Linked DNA regions of Gossypium hirsutum: all the other regions are linked to region 2. A link is a contact called in public Hi-C data. All regions are on one chromosome and are shown on one strand. The core of a region is the stretch at or near the end of the contact, and the rest is flanking DNA. Distances in the headings are between cores, read along the strand shown. Region 1 holds the start of LOC107938856 (agamous-like MADS-box protein AGL62). Region 2 holds the start of LOC107938526 (probable magnesium transporter NIPA3). Region 3 holds the start of LOC107938865 (DUF21 domain-containing protein At2g14520).

What was found. A called contact is a pair of places that touch in the nucleus more often than the background predicts.
Region 1: a contact with region 2 is called in a Hi-C map of leaf, with 2.1 times the contacts expected there. The contact joins the promoter of LOC107938856 here to the promoter of LOC107938526 in region 2. A contact is called at or near these places in 2 of 34 Hi-C or Micro-C datasets (both in leaf).
Region 3: a Hi-C map of callus shows a contact between it and region 2, with 2.5 times the contacts expected there. The contact joins the promoter of LOC107938865 here to the promoter of LOC107938526 in region 2. A contact is called at or near these places in 2 of 34 Hi-C or Micro-C datasets (callus and leaf).

Annotation. Positions count from the first base shown.
Region 1 is chrA03:113,271,523-113,275,486 of Gossypium_hirsutum_v2.1, forward strand. It overlaps LOC107938856 (agamous-like MADS-box protein AGL62), which reads right to left and starts at 1,392. Exons shown (of 2, transcript XM_016872098.1): 1 at 1,075-1,392; 2 at 601-981. The coding sequence starts at 1,392. The coding sequence ends at 601.
Region 2 is chrA03:113,410,045-113,413,786 of Gossypium_hirsutum_v2.1, forward strand. It overlaps LOC107938526 (probable magnesium transporter NIPA3), which reads right to left and starts at 1,616. Exons shown (of 10, transcript XM_016871708.2): 1 at 1,356-1,616; 2 at 922-1,191; 3 at 155-211. The coding sequence starts at 1,072.
Region 3 is chrA03:113,249,986-113,254,282 of Gossypium_hirsutum_v2.1, forward strand. LOC107938865 (DUF21 domain-containing protein At2g14520) reads right to left here and starts at 1,781. Exons shown (of 11, transcript XM_016872108.2): 1 at 1,198-1,781; 2 at 918-994; 3 at 727-810; 4 at 393-506; 5 at 231-317; 6 at 1-28. The coding sequence starts at 1,375.

The sequences.
Region 1 (3,964 bases), core at 142-2,641, 140 kb before region 2:
GTTCAAGGATTAAAATTAATATAGTTGTCAAGTTCTAGTATTAAAACGAAAAAAAAAATATAGGTATCAAAGTAAGCAAGGACTAAATGTTATATTAACCCAAAAAAATCATATCTACGAAATTCAACATTTGTAAATGAACTCAGCCAAGTGATTAAATCATTAATATTGCATGTAAGGCAAGTTTATCATTATGGATTTATGCACATCGTATGGAGACAGTTTAGAGTATGTCTCAAAACGATCCCTCCCACTAACCTTTCTTGGCATTATCATTTCATACCATATTTGGATTCAAAATTCATGGTTGAATTTACATTTAGATTATCAAACGACAACAAATAAAGAGAACATATAAGAAAAATTCAAAAAATGCCAGTTACTATAACATGGTGACAATCTTGTCTGTAATTCCAACATAAAAAAAACTGGGTTCCATTTTCCAATGGTGATCCAAGAACATTAACGAGAAAAATGGTTGAAATTGATATTAAAGCATAAAACTAAATTTACATACATAAAAAAACCATACACACTGTGTCGGTGTACTGTAATTCTTTGTTTATTTGATAAAGAAAGTAAATAACTTAATTAATTAATTTAAAAAAACGCATGTCCGAATCCAGGAGGACAAGGATTGTACAGTTCAGGATTAGGGTTGAATCCAGGAGGTATCATGTTGGGAACATTGTTGTATCCTTGAGACATCGTGTTCGGGTCGAACTCGACGTTGTTGGGGAACATCCCGGTACTTGAACTCCCGACGAAAAACGGCTGCGAATTCGTTGTCTGAATAAGAAGCTTCTCCACTTGCTTTGCCACATTCTTTTTCAACTCTTCTAATGCAGATTTCAACTGCTGGAGTTGTTGAGGGTTCTGTTCCTCGATCGGTGATTCCCACCAGTACTGGCTTTGGCTTGCTCTTCTCATTTGGTTAAGCTCTTCGCCCCGCCGTTTCTCGATTTCGATCTGATTCACCAACTGAATGCAAAACAACATCGACTAATATCATTTCATCAACGATAAACAAACAAACAAACAAACAAAAAACTAATATATTAGTCAAATCCGAACCTCGGTGAGCTGCATGTTGAGTTCACGAACATTAGCATTACGGTGAGCCTGGATGAGATGCAACGTACCCGAATTATCAGGAGGGTTACCGTTGACATACCGATCGATGACGTTCCCGATTTCAGGGTGGCCGAAAGAGAAGACTTTGTTGCCCGGAGAGAAGACGATGATGCCGATTTCAACACCGCAAAGGGTGCAAAGCTCACTAGCCTTTTTAAAAAGACCGGAACGACGTTTCGAGAAAGTCACTTGAAGATTGCTATTGTTCTTCATTTTCACCATCTCAACCTTTTGACGGCCTAAGCTTTTCTTCCCCATGGCAATGGCAATGGCAATATGAATAGAGAAAGGGGAAGGTTAGTATTTATATGGGGATGGGATATTAGGATATTCAACACTTTGAGCTGTCTAAATTTACTATGTTTTTTTTTATGTACAAAAAATTCCCTGCTGTGCTTTGCTTGCATTAAATTACATACTGATTTAGGATGCTTTGTAATCTTATTTTGGGTTTACATGTATGGGAATAAATACCCAAATTTTTTTAAATAAAATGTATTTGTAACTCTTCAACTTTGTATTAAACACTTTCCCATTTTATCATAATAAAAATATTATATACAACTCAGATATTTCTGGGAAAGAAAAAAATTGGTCAGTATTTCATGTTTCAATGGGTAGGGAGTTGTTGGTAATTCATAATCATATGAAACAGTCATTTCCCCATGTGTATACATATCTAAAATAAAATAAATTTCTTTTTAAGTTATATCTTAAATAATTAAGGATAAATTTTAGTGAGATATAAAAGAAATTAAAATAAGTAGTGAGATATACATTTGAATGTAAACGTAACAATATTGATGAGTAGGAACGAAGTCAAAAAATCACTTTTAGAGAAATTAAAGATGAATTATAAATTATTGAGAAATACAATTTTATCTTTAATATTAACATGTAATTTCATGAAAATTTAAGTGATTAAATCACGAATCTAATATTTTATCTTTGTCCATGTTGGTGAGGTAAATTGTATTAAAAATACAAGATGACAATTAAGGATGTTGAGTGAAGTCTTGACTGTGCTGAAACATGCAACCCAAACATACTGTTGTGGTGCGATTTAGCTAAAAGGCAAGGGTGACGCCGAGGGACAGGTAGTGGCTTTGGTCATTTTGATTGGTGATGTTGTGTTTTAGAAAATGTTGTTTGAATCAGAATGAACTAGTTTGATGGATCGAGAATTGATTGGGGTATTGAATTGGAGAGTAACTTTAAAGCGGTTAAATTAAGAGTCGATACAAACTGGTTGAACCAACTAAAAAACTTCTAGAATTGGTTGAACCGTGTTTTTATTTTTATTTTTTGAACTTAATAATTTTTAATTGAATTTGTTAGACTGATTGAATCGACGAACTGGTGACCTAAACGATTTCACTTCCAATTTGCTTTAAAAAATATTACTTTTAGACCTTTAAAGTTTATAATGTTATAATTAATAAAATGGTAAAATTTTTGTTTGGACCCTCAAAATTTCACAATTCAATTTCGACTCACTATAAAATTCCTTCTTCAAATAATGCGTTTTCAAACTTATAGGTTAAATTATGCTATTAATCCCTAAACTATGTGTAAGATGTGGATTTAATCTCTATACTTTTATTTTGGCTATTTTTAGTCACTATACTTCTCAAATTTTATTTTATTGTCCCGACCAAACAATAACTGTTAAATTTATTATGTTTAACTATTTTCAAAATCTGATGCGACAAATGTATTATCTTATGTGTAATGCAATTTTAATTTGTTATTTCCACGTTTTGCTTTAAAAAAAGCTAGTTAATGGATTTAACAACTTTTATTTGCATTAAAATTTAAAATTTGAAATTCAAAAAGTATAGGGATTATAAATAATTCAATTAAAGAATATTGATTAAATCTACAACTTTACATGCAATAGAAAACTAATAATATAATTTAAAAAGTAAAAAAATTGTATTTAAATACTAAAGTTTATATCGGGATTGAAATTTAAAACTCAAAAAGTACAAGGAACTAAAATAAGCCGAATTGAAAATTACAATGACTAAACATTGACAAAATTAAAGTATAATGATTAAATCTACAACTTACAAAGATTACAAATACTAGTAGCAAAATTTGACCAAAACTATATTTTATCCATTTAAGATTTGTACAAAATTAGATATGCGGTGAAAACAATATTATAAAGAATTGTAATTCTCTATACTTGTTTGGCTGACAAAGTGTAATTAGACCGTAATTTCCTATACCATATTTTGTGGTACAAATTGTAATTGCACAGTTACATAATTTATATATATATATTTAAAAATATTGGCTACTATAAAAAATTATTAGTATGAAGCAAGTAACAAAATTTAAAATCAATTCATCATATGTATTATGTTAGTCTAAAATATAGTTGATAATATGATTACTAATAAAAATAGCAAGAAAAATAAATCATATTAATTTTATCTAATTGTTCTAGCTAGCGCATATTTGTTGGGTTATTCTCTTTTTAATATTCAACATATCCCCGTTATCATCATTTGTTAGTCATTAATCGAGTTCATCATCATTTGAATTTGTATCTATATCATCGAGATTATCAAAATCTCATTCTTTTATATACTCTACGAGATATGAGACATCTCAATTCCATCCATAATTGTAATTATGAAATATGTAACATACTAGTACGATTTAACTTTATTTTTTTATGTTAAACCGATGTGATGTTGTTAATATGAGAAATAATTTTTTTAGAACAACAAATGTCTTCTCAACTATATTTCGAAACCTTAAATGTCTCAAATTTAAGAGGTCCCGAGACATTATTATCTGAAATGGTATCATACCCCAT
Region 2 (3,742 bases), core at 366-2,865:
TTAAATGGTGTAAGGTAGCTTCTATAATATCATCTTTTAGGGACAATATTTGGAAAAGAAGTAAAGAATGAAAAAAATGATATAGGCTCCAAACAGGAATGAAATATCCATAAGATTTTGAGTTAATGATCAATGAGAAATGGATAAAACTCACTTGTTATCATGCCAATCCACCAAAGTGGCTCAAGCAAGTACGAATACCCTCCAACTCCTGTGTAAAAACCAGAAAAACCAATGTCATTTGGATCAATAAAGCATAAGAACAATGAAAACTCCTTGTAAAGAATGAATAGGTGAAAATCACTAAATGATAGCAAAAGCATCCAAACATTCTTTAGATAATTGAGATAAACACAGAAAACTTAATGCAAAAAACACAGATATACAATGAATAGAAAAAGCTTGGTTCAATAGCAACAAAACGTACAAGCCAACCAAAGATCATCAGAAGTTTGAAACACTCAATGCATATCATTTTCTCCAACTGCATTCTATACAGACATATCGTATCTTTCTTTCACACATTATGCAAAATTTCTGCACAAAGAAACTTAGACAGATTGCTGGATTTCGTAAACAATTTATAATCAACAAGTTAGAAGAGAAGTACAATCAAACACGACATGCAAAACCAAGATCAAAATGATGCATATAAAAATGATTAACTTTATGAAGAACTAACTTACTAATTACAAGTTTAATTCCCACATTGGTGAATTGAATTCACAGGGCGGGCAAATAAATTTCCATCATTTACAGTTCACTCAAATTCGTTTTTTTTCTTCTTCTCTAAATTGACTAAAGAATTATTCACAGAATCCCACAATTATTTAAACCTAATTCCTATCTTCTACTAAAGAAAAAAGAAAATCCCAAATCAAATCATCAAGAAAGAAGTAAACTTTTGATAAATTGCAGTACCTGCCCTGACGCCAGAAGCACCAGCTTTCTTCAAGCCTTTTTTCTTAACAATGAAACTTGCCCCAATAAATAAACTGGAAGAAATGGCTAAAACCAAACCCTTAATATTATCTGAGGACATTCCCTCGCTCCATCTTCGCACAGCTGCCATACTCTTAACCCTACACTTAAATGAAAAATCCTAATAACTATATTCTGTCACCAAAACTCGGCAACGATCACCGATTTGGTCTGAACTCGGACTGAGTCTAAAAAAACGAGTCCATGGATCTGGAAAAAAAATCCCAATTTCACCAAAAAAATAATAAGCTTGGAGCAGTTTTAAATATCAGATCTCGGCCCTCAAAAAAAGAGAGCGAAGGTGGAATATCAGTCGAGAAAAAAAGAGAGAGAGAGAGAGAGAGAGATAGAGGAAGAAGCGTATTAGTATTTACAATGGTGAGTTGGGAAAAGAATCTTGACTCGGTTGACGCGGAGTGAGTTTGGAAAGGAACGACAAGTCTGAGCTGAGGAAAGAAGAAAATCTGAAAGAAAGAGAGAAATGGTTGTCGGCGCTTAAAATATAGAGGAGGAGAGAAAGGGGAGAAGGAGTGAGATAAGACGAGTTATTGCTGAGTTGGATGGGATGAGTAGTGAGGCAATTAGTAATGAAAAACAGCTGTTTTGGCTGTGACTGTGAGAGACAAAAAACTTCTTGGATCGCATCACAGCCTTCTATTGTTCTTTTTTATTTGCAATATTTGGCGCATATCCGATCCCATCGTTTTCCCTTTTTTTTTTCTTTTTTTAAGATAAGATATATATAACTTTTCTACCTATCTAATCATTACTATTTACGACATTAAAATCCCAGACTTTATTTTCTTATAATTAATAAATGATTTTTTCAGCTATTTTTAAATTCAACACTCTTTTCTTTTCTTTCTTTTTTTCCCACGAAAATATTTTTTAAGGTAAAAATATTATAGAAAAAATGAATAAATTAATTATTATAAATTAGATAAAAGAGTAAATTAATTTTTTTATTAAATATTTTATTTATTTATATTGTTAAAAATTAAAGTTATTGACGAAATAACTAAATAATGACACATAGTTTGCTATGGGTACCTTATACTACTGTATAATGATCAATTTTTAATAATAGAAATAAATAAAAATTTTAACAAAAAAATATCAATTTACTCTTTAATTTAACATGTAAATATTAATTTACTGATTTTAAAGTAAAATAGACAAAATATAATTTGATTTTAAATACAATAGCTTTTATAATACTTTTGTCAATTTTAAGAAATAAAAACTCGAAGATGAATCACTCTCTCCCATTGTATCACATCAAAATTCAAAATCAAAATGATAATAGATTTCTTGAGGTGATCTCGACATATTTCATGCATGCTAATTGCAAAACACTGACGTAATTAGGAGGCTGACAGGAATACTGATATTTCTTAAAACAAAAAAAATTATTTAAAATTTTTAAAATTTTAAATTAATAATAATAAAATTACACTCTAACACCTTAAAATGATAAAAATTTAATTTAATATTTTAAAAATATATAAATATAAATTATTAAAATAATAAAATTATATTTATACTATTTTAAAAATTACAATGCTGTATCTCCCGCATTCAAAATAATTTAGTATCACTCGATTCTCTGCCGATATGGCGCGACGCCTTGCCTTGTTGGCTAATATGTCTTTCATCAATTTTTAAAGTTGAAAGTACCAATGCCTGTGCAGTGATAGCGATATAGACTATGGTGTCGGCCTGTCGCTCGATTTGCTTCTCGAGTCGAATGGTTTCTATTTCCATCTTCTACCACATTTCCGCGCCGCTTAAAGTATAAATAATTAATACGAGTCTCGATCAATGCAGTGACGCTGCTCGATCATCACTTCATACGTGGGTTTTCTCAGTCAAAGACATAAAGTGGTAGTATTTGACAATTGACATCCGATCACTTCCACATTCACAAAATAAAGCAATAAAAAATATATATATATAAAAGAAATTGTGTTATATACTCGGATTGCAAATTTTGGATACCATAAAAGAACCAATACTTTCAGCCCTTTTACACCAATGAACTTTTTGGTTCTTGGAGAAATATTAAGCTTTGAAATAGTACTTAATGAATTCAACATAAACTCTTAGCTAATCCATTCTAATTAGCAACTTAAAAAATTCATAGATCGATGAGATGCCACATCTGTTTCTGCTCTGTTTTAACTCTGTTTTTGTTGGCCCCTGAATACGAAAATAGTACAACGTTTGTCATTTTCACATCAGCAAAATAAATAAATAAATAATTTGTTTCTTCCATTTCATGCCACAAAATTTTACACTAAACTATTTCATAGCTTCTGTTTTATTGGCCCCTGAATACCAAGTCAGAGAGATTACAAGAAAAAAATGTACTTAGCATGATGAATTTTAAGATATTCCGACCCATTAAATGCATTATATGTTTGAGTAAAGTATAGTTTTCATAATTTTATCACTATCCACAAATTCCAATTCTAAAACATCACAAACTCTTTTGCAATTATGAATATCCAAAACAGAGTAGCAAGTATGCTATCCATTAATATTTACTAATTTAGTGGATGTACAAAGCATTTTCTTAACCAAAATTACAAGATATCCTACAACATTGGAAACCATACTTATTACAAAGCTTCTTCTTAGTTAAGTTACCAAAAGAAAAACAGGAACTCCCATGGCCATGAATAAGGGTCCTGGGAATCAAGACTGTAAATATTACATAAGCTAATAGCTAACTGCTTTTATGATCTAGAACAAAACCAAA
Region 3 (4,297 bases), core at 531-3,030, 160 kb before region 2:
CGTGCGTCAGTTCTCCACCTTTTCCAGCCTAATAAAGGTTCAATAGAAGGATCAAAAATCTCAAAATTATCATGAAAGAAAGCATATCCCCCAAAAGGCATTGCACTTACAATGGCATTGATTTGATAAATGGAAACAACCAAGTAAATAATAACTAGAAGAAAGCAATGTAAACAACTATAGATAAAAATAAAAAGTTTGTATGCAAACCAAGAAGTTGTAAACCAAACCTCATTCCCGTGCAAATTTACTAGGGTTTTCAACTCGGCTCTTCGAAAAAGTGCTACATGTCCATGGCCTAGTAAAAAGTCTAACAGCTGAAGAATAGATAAGATCAGTCAAGAGAGCAATTTGCAGAATTCAAAGTGAGTATCTATAGCAACATTCATTACCTTGCTTATTGGGTATGCAACAGGAAAACAGACCCAAACAAGAACTTGAACAAATGGAGCTACAGTTGCACCAATTGCCAAACCATATCGAGAACAGACGGATTGCGGTATTATCTGCACAACAATTAAATTGCAATTAGGATTTAGGACATGCATAGAACTTCTTGCCTTTTTCTACCATAGTTGCTCAGCCAAAACTTCAGTAAACGATATCGAGTAACACACATCAAAATAGTAGAAACACAAAATGTCATGTTCAGGGTGTAACAAGGATTTCTATTTTCTATCTCTGCCGAGTTCGAAACAGCTAATACGATCTAAGGTAGATCCTCACCTCACCAAACAGAAGAATCAAGGTCACTGAAATCAAGATAGCACCCCAAGCAGTGACCAAACCATCAAGGAAAATGGGAAGTGCCTGAAAAAAATAACAAAACAAGTTCCATACATTAATTAAAAATTTCCAAACAAAACCAGATCACAGGTCAGGCTGAAGCTGTATCTACAACATATATATACATATACCTCCATCGCAGCAGCATTGCATATAAGTAGTGTACAAAGCAACAAATGCTGTTTTTTGACAACCGGCAATATTTTTGCTGTTTCAAAATGGGGGGATAAAATTAGCTTGTGTACCCTTTTATCTGACTATAATTTCACTAACCATCACTTAACTAGATGATCAAATTTCAATTTTGCCATCTAATTTTTCAGTCCAACATTCCAAATTCAAACCTCGCTCAAAAAAAAGGTAAATTATTCCAATCATTCAGTTAAAGAAGAAACAAATGAAAAAGAGTACCAGCATGTTTACGATCCTTGGGAGTTCCGGACTTGGCAAGAACCTCAAGATCGACGAGACTCATCGACATAAGGCCCAAAGTAAGCCCCGACATCAAACCCGCGAACAATACCAACAACACTACTATTAATATGTGAATAAAGAACTCCAATTCACAACAACTATACTCCACCGCCATTCAAAGTTCTCTCTTTATATAAAAAAAACAACCTCACAAATCAAGCAAAAATTAAAATAAAAACTTAGGGTTTCGTTAGAGAAACGAAGAACAAAGATGATAAAGCTCTTTCATTACGAAAGCAACATTAGCTAATAGCAAAAAAACAAAAGAGTAAAGTGAAATCCCGTCGAAACGGATTCGGTGTAGATTATTATGGTTTTTGTGGATGAAATTGAAAGCTGAAGCTAATAAATGGGTTATAATCTAAACAGCTGTGAGTTTTTCGGTTTTCGAGCTCTATGATTAATTATTTATAGTGATGTTGAGGATGATCTTCATCTACGTGTACTGTTTACTTACAGTTTAGTGTTTTTCTTTTTCCCAAATGTAAGCTAATTTATATGGCTGAGCCATAGTTTAACTCGTTATTCGAGTTTGAGCTTAGTGGTGATTTATTTAAATTTAAATAGAATTGCTTAAATTAAATTGAATTAATCAAAAAATCAATTCAATTTTTATTAAGTTTTTAATATTTTTTATAAATTTTTAATAATTATTTAATTAAATTAGATAAACCGACTTGCAAATATTGAATAGAATTAATCGTTAATTTTTTATATTAAAATAACAAGTTGCTAAATACAAAAAAAAAACATTTAAGGCGCTAAATTCCCGGGATAAACTCAAACAAATGTTTACCTTCCTCCAATGAAAAATGGTGTTAATATATATTTTAGGTATTAATTAATTAATTGAATTTTAATTTAACTGGAATAAGTATTATTGTTTATGTAAAATGATATGGATTCGATATTTTTCTATTTATAAATTTAGAAGGAATTATAAATAATTTTTAATATTATATTAAAAAAATAAATATAATCAAAATTATAGTGAAATTATAAGAAATATATTAATTCTGGTGTAATTCCCAATTAAAGATAAGATTTAAATTTAGTATTATTTAATAAAGATAATATATACATCAAAATGAGGGTTGGACCTTATCGGAAATATAAATAAATGTTGGCCAGCTACCATTGATGTCAAATTGTGTCTTGACAATCAAAGGTTATACCTTTTCATTTACGTACTTGAATAGAGTATGTCATGATATTGGCATTGACAAATGTAATGCATGCATACATTTTTGTCTATGCTACTAAATTTAAAAAATTGATTAATATTATGTTGAATCATTGTTTAAAATTTAAAAATTTATAAAATTGTCAAGCTATCGTATGTTACAATATTTGAATGTCACGTATAATGTTTTATAATTGAATTAGTGGTTGAATTGATCAGACCTTTCAACCGGTTTGATTGATGCTAAACAAGCAATAATTAAATAAATATTTAAAATTTTATAAAAATAACAACCCATTTATTTAACTTACTATATTGATCGATTTTTAATTTAACCGATCCGACTAACAAATCTAACCATGTTCTAAAAAAATTGTTCGGATCATCAACTAGTGATATCTTGATTTCAAATCAGAGTTTGAAACAGATTTGATGTCTTGTTTTATCTGATAAACAACCAAATAACATCAATTAGGTAAGCTGTCACCATTTCAGCCCTGTCGAGCTTGCGGACCAACTCACATGATGTTTCAATACGACAACTGCATCAGCATTGCCTTATAATTCTCGCCTCGTCGCTTTTCATAGTATTAATATATATTTTCTAATCCTTACATAATCCTTTTTTATGATCTCAATCAAACGAATTTGTATAATTACAGGTTGCAAGTAAGGACTTGCGGTTATTACAATAAAAATATTATCATTGAAGATTTTATTAGGGTGTTTTCAGTAAAGTTGATTTGGATCGGATTTTAGATTTTTATTTTTAATTAAATACTTAGTCATGTCTATATTAAATTTGCCAAGGTTTGGTCCATTGGAGTTCAAGCTCCAACTAGCATAAAACTTACACAAGTTGAAGTTCCTTTTTGGTAATTTAAATATATATTCGTTTTATGGTCTATATTTAAGATTTGTGATTATTTTTTTAATAATATTATTTTTAAAATTAAAATTAATTTTTTTAAGAGTGTAATATACATTGCAAAAAAGAAAGCATAAGCCTAAATATGCTAGCAAAAAACAATTGCACGTGGTATTCGGGAGAATCACCTCTTTTTAGCGAAAGAAGCTTTTACATAGCTCAAAGGCAATGTGCAAAGCATGAGTAGCCAATGGCCCTAACAAATAGATTTCGCTAAGGGTTAGATTTGGGTAGTCAATACGCAACCCAAAGCTCCATTTTAAAGATATATTGCGTATCGAGTTTGACCTTTCACCTTAGATATGACGAGGATATTTAGGTTGTGTTTAGATGGATAATTAAGTGTAATGCATACATTTATTTTTAAGTGTTTAAGTGACTTAAATATTGACTTAAAAATCGAAAAACTTTCAAGTATCTTAATTCTTCTTATTTTCATGTTTACTAAAAATGACATCAAATTTGAATTTGATATTTAGTAAAGTTAAAATACATGTATTAAATTTTTAATACATAATTATCAAACGGGTAGTTGGATTTAACGTGTTAAAAATATAGTATCAATAAATATTGAGTACTAAATTATTATTAAGTTTATGCCTTGGCCACTAATCTTTTAAAAAAGTTACAAAATAGTTATTGAACTATTTGAAAGTTTTCATTTAAGTCATTAAACTTTTTGAATGTTTTTAACTTACGTCATTAGATTGTTAAGGTTTTTTTTTTTTAAAGTTCGGTTAGCGAGCTTCAACTGATGATTCGACAATCGGTACGATGGATCAGTACTCATTGATGAGTAAAATAACATACTATAGATCTAAGTCAATTTGACGAGTAGTGTTGGAGATCAAATGAGAAAACTGTTTGAGTTTTACTTCACATATTTATGACATTCAAAATTATTTCATAAAAAAAATTTTAAATTA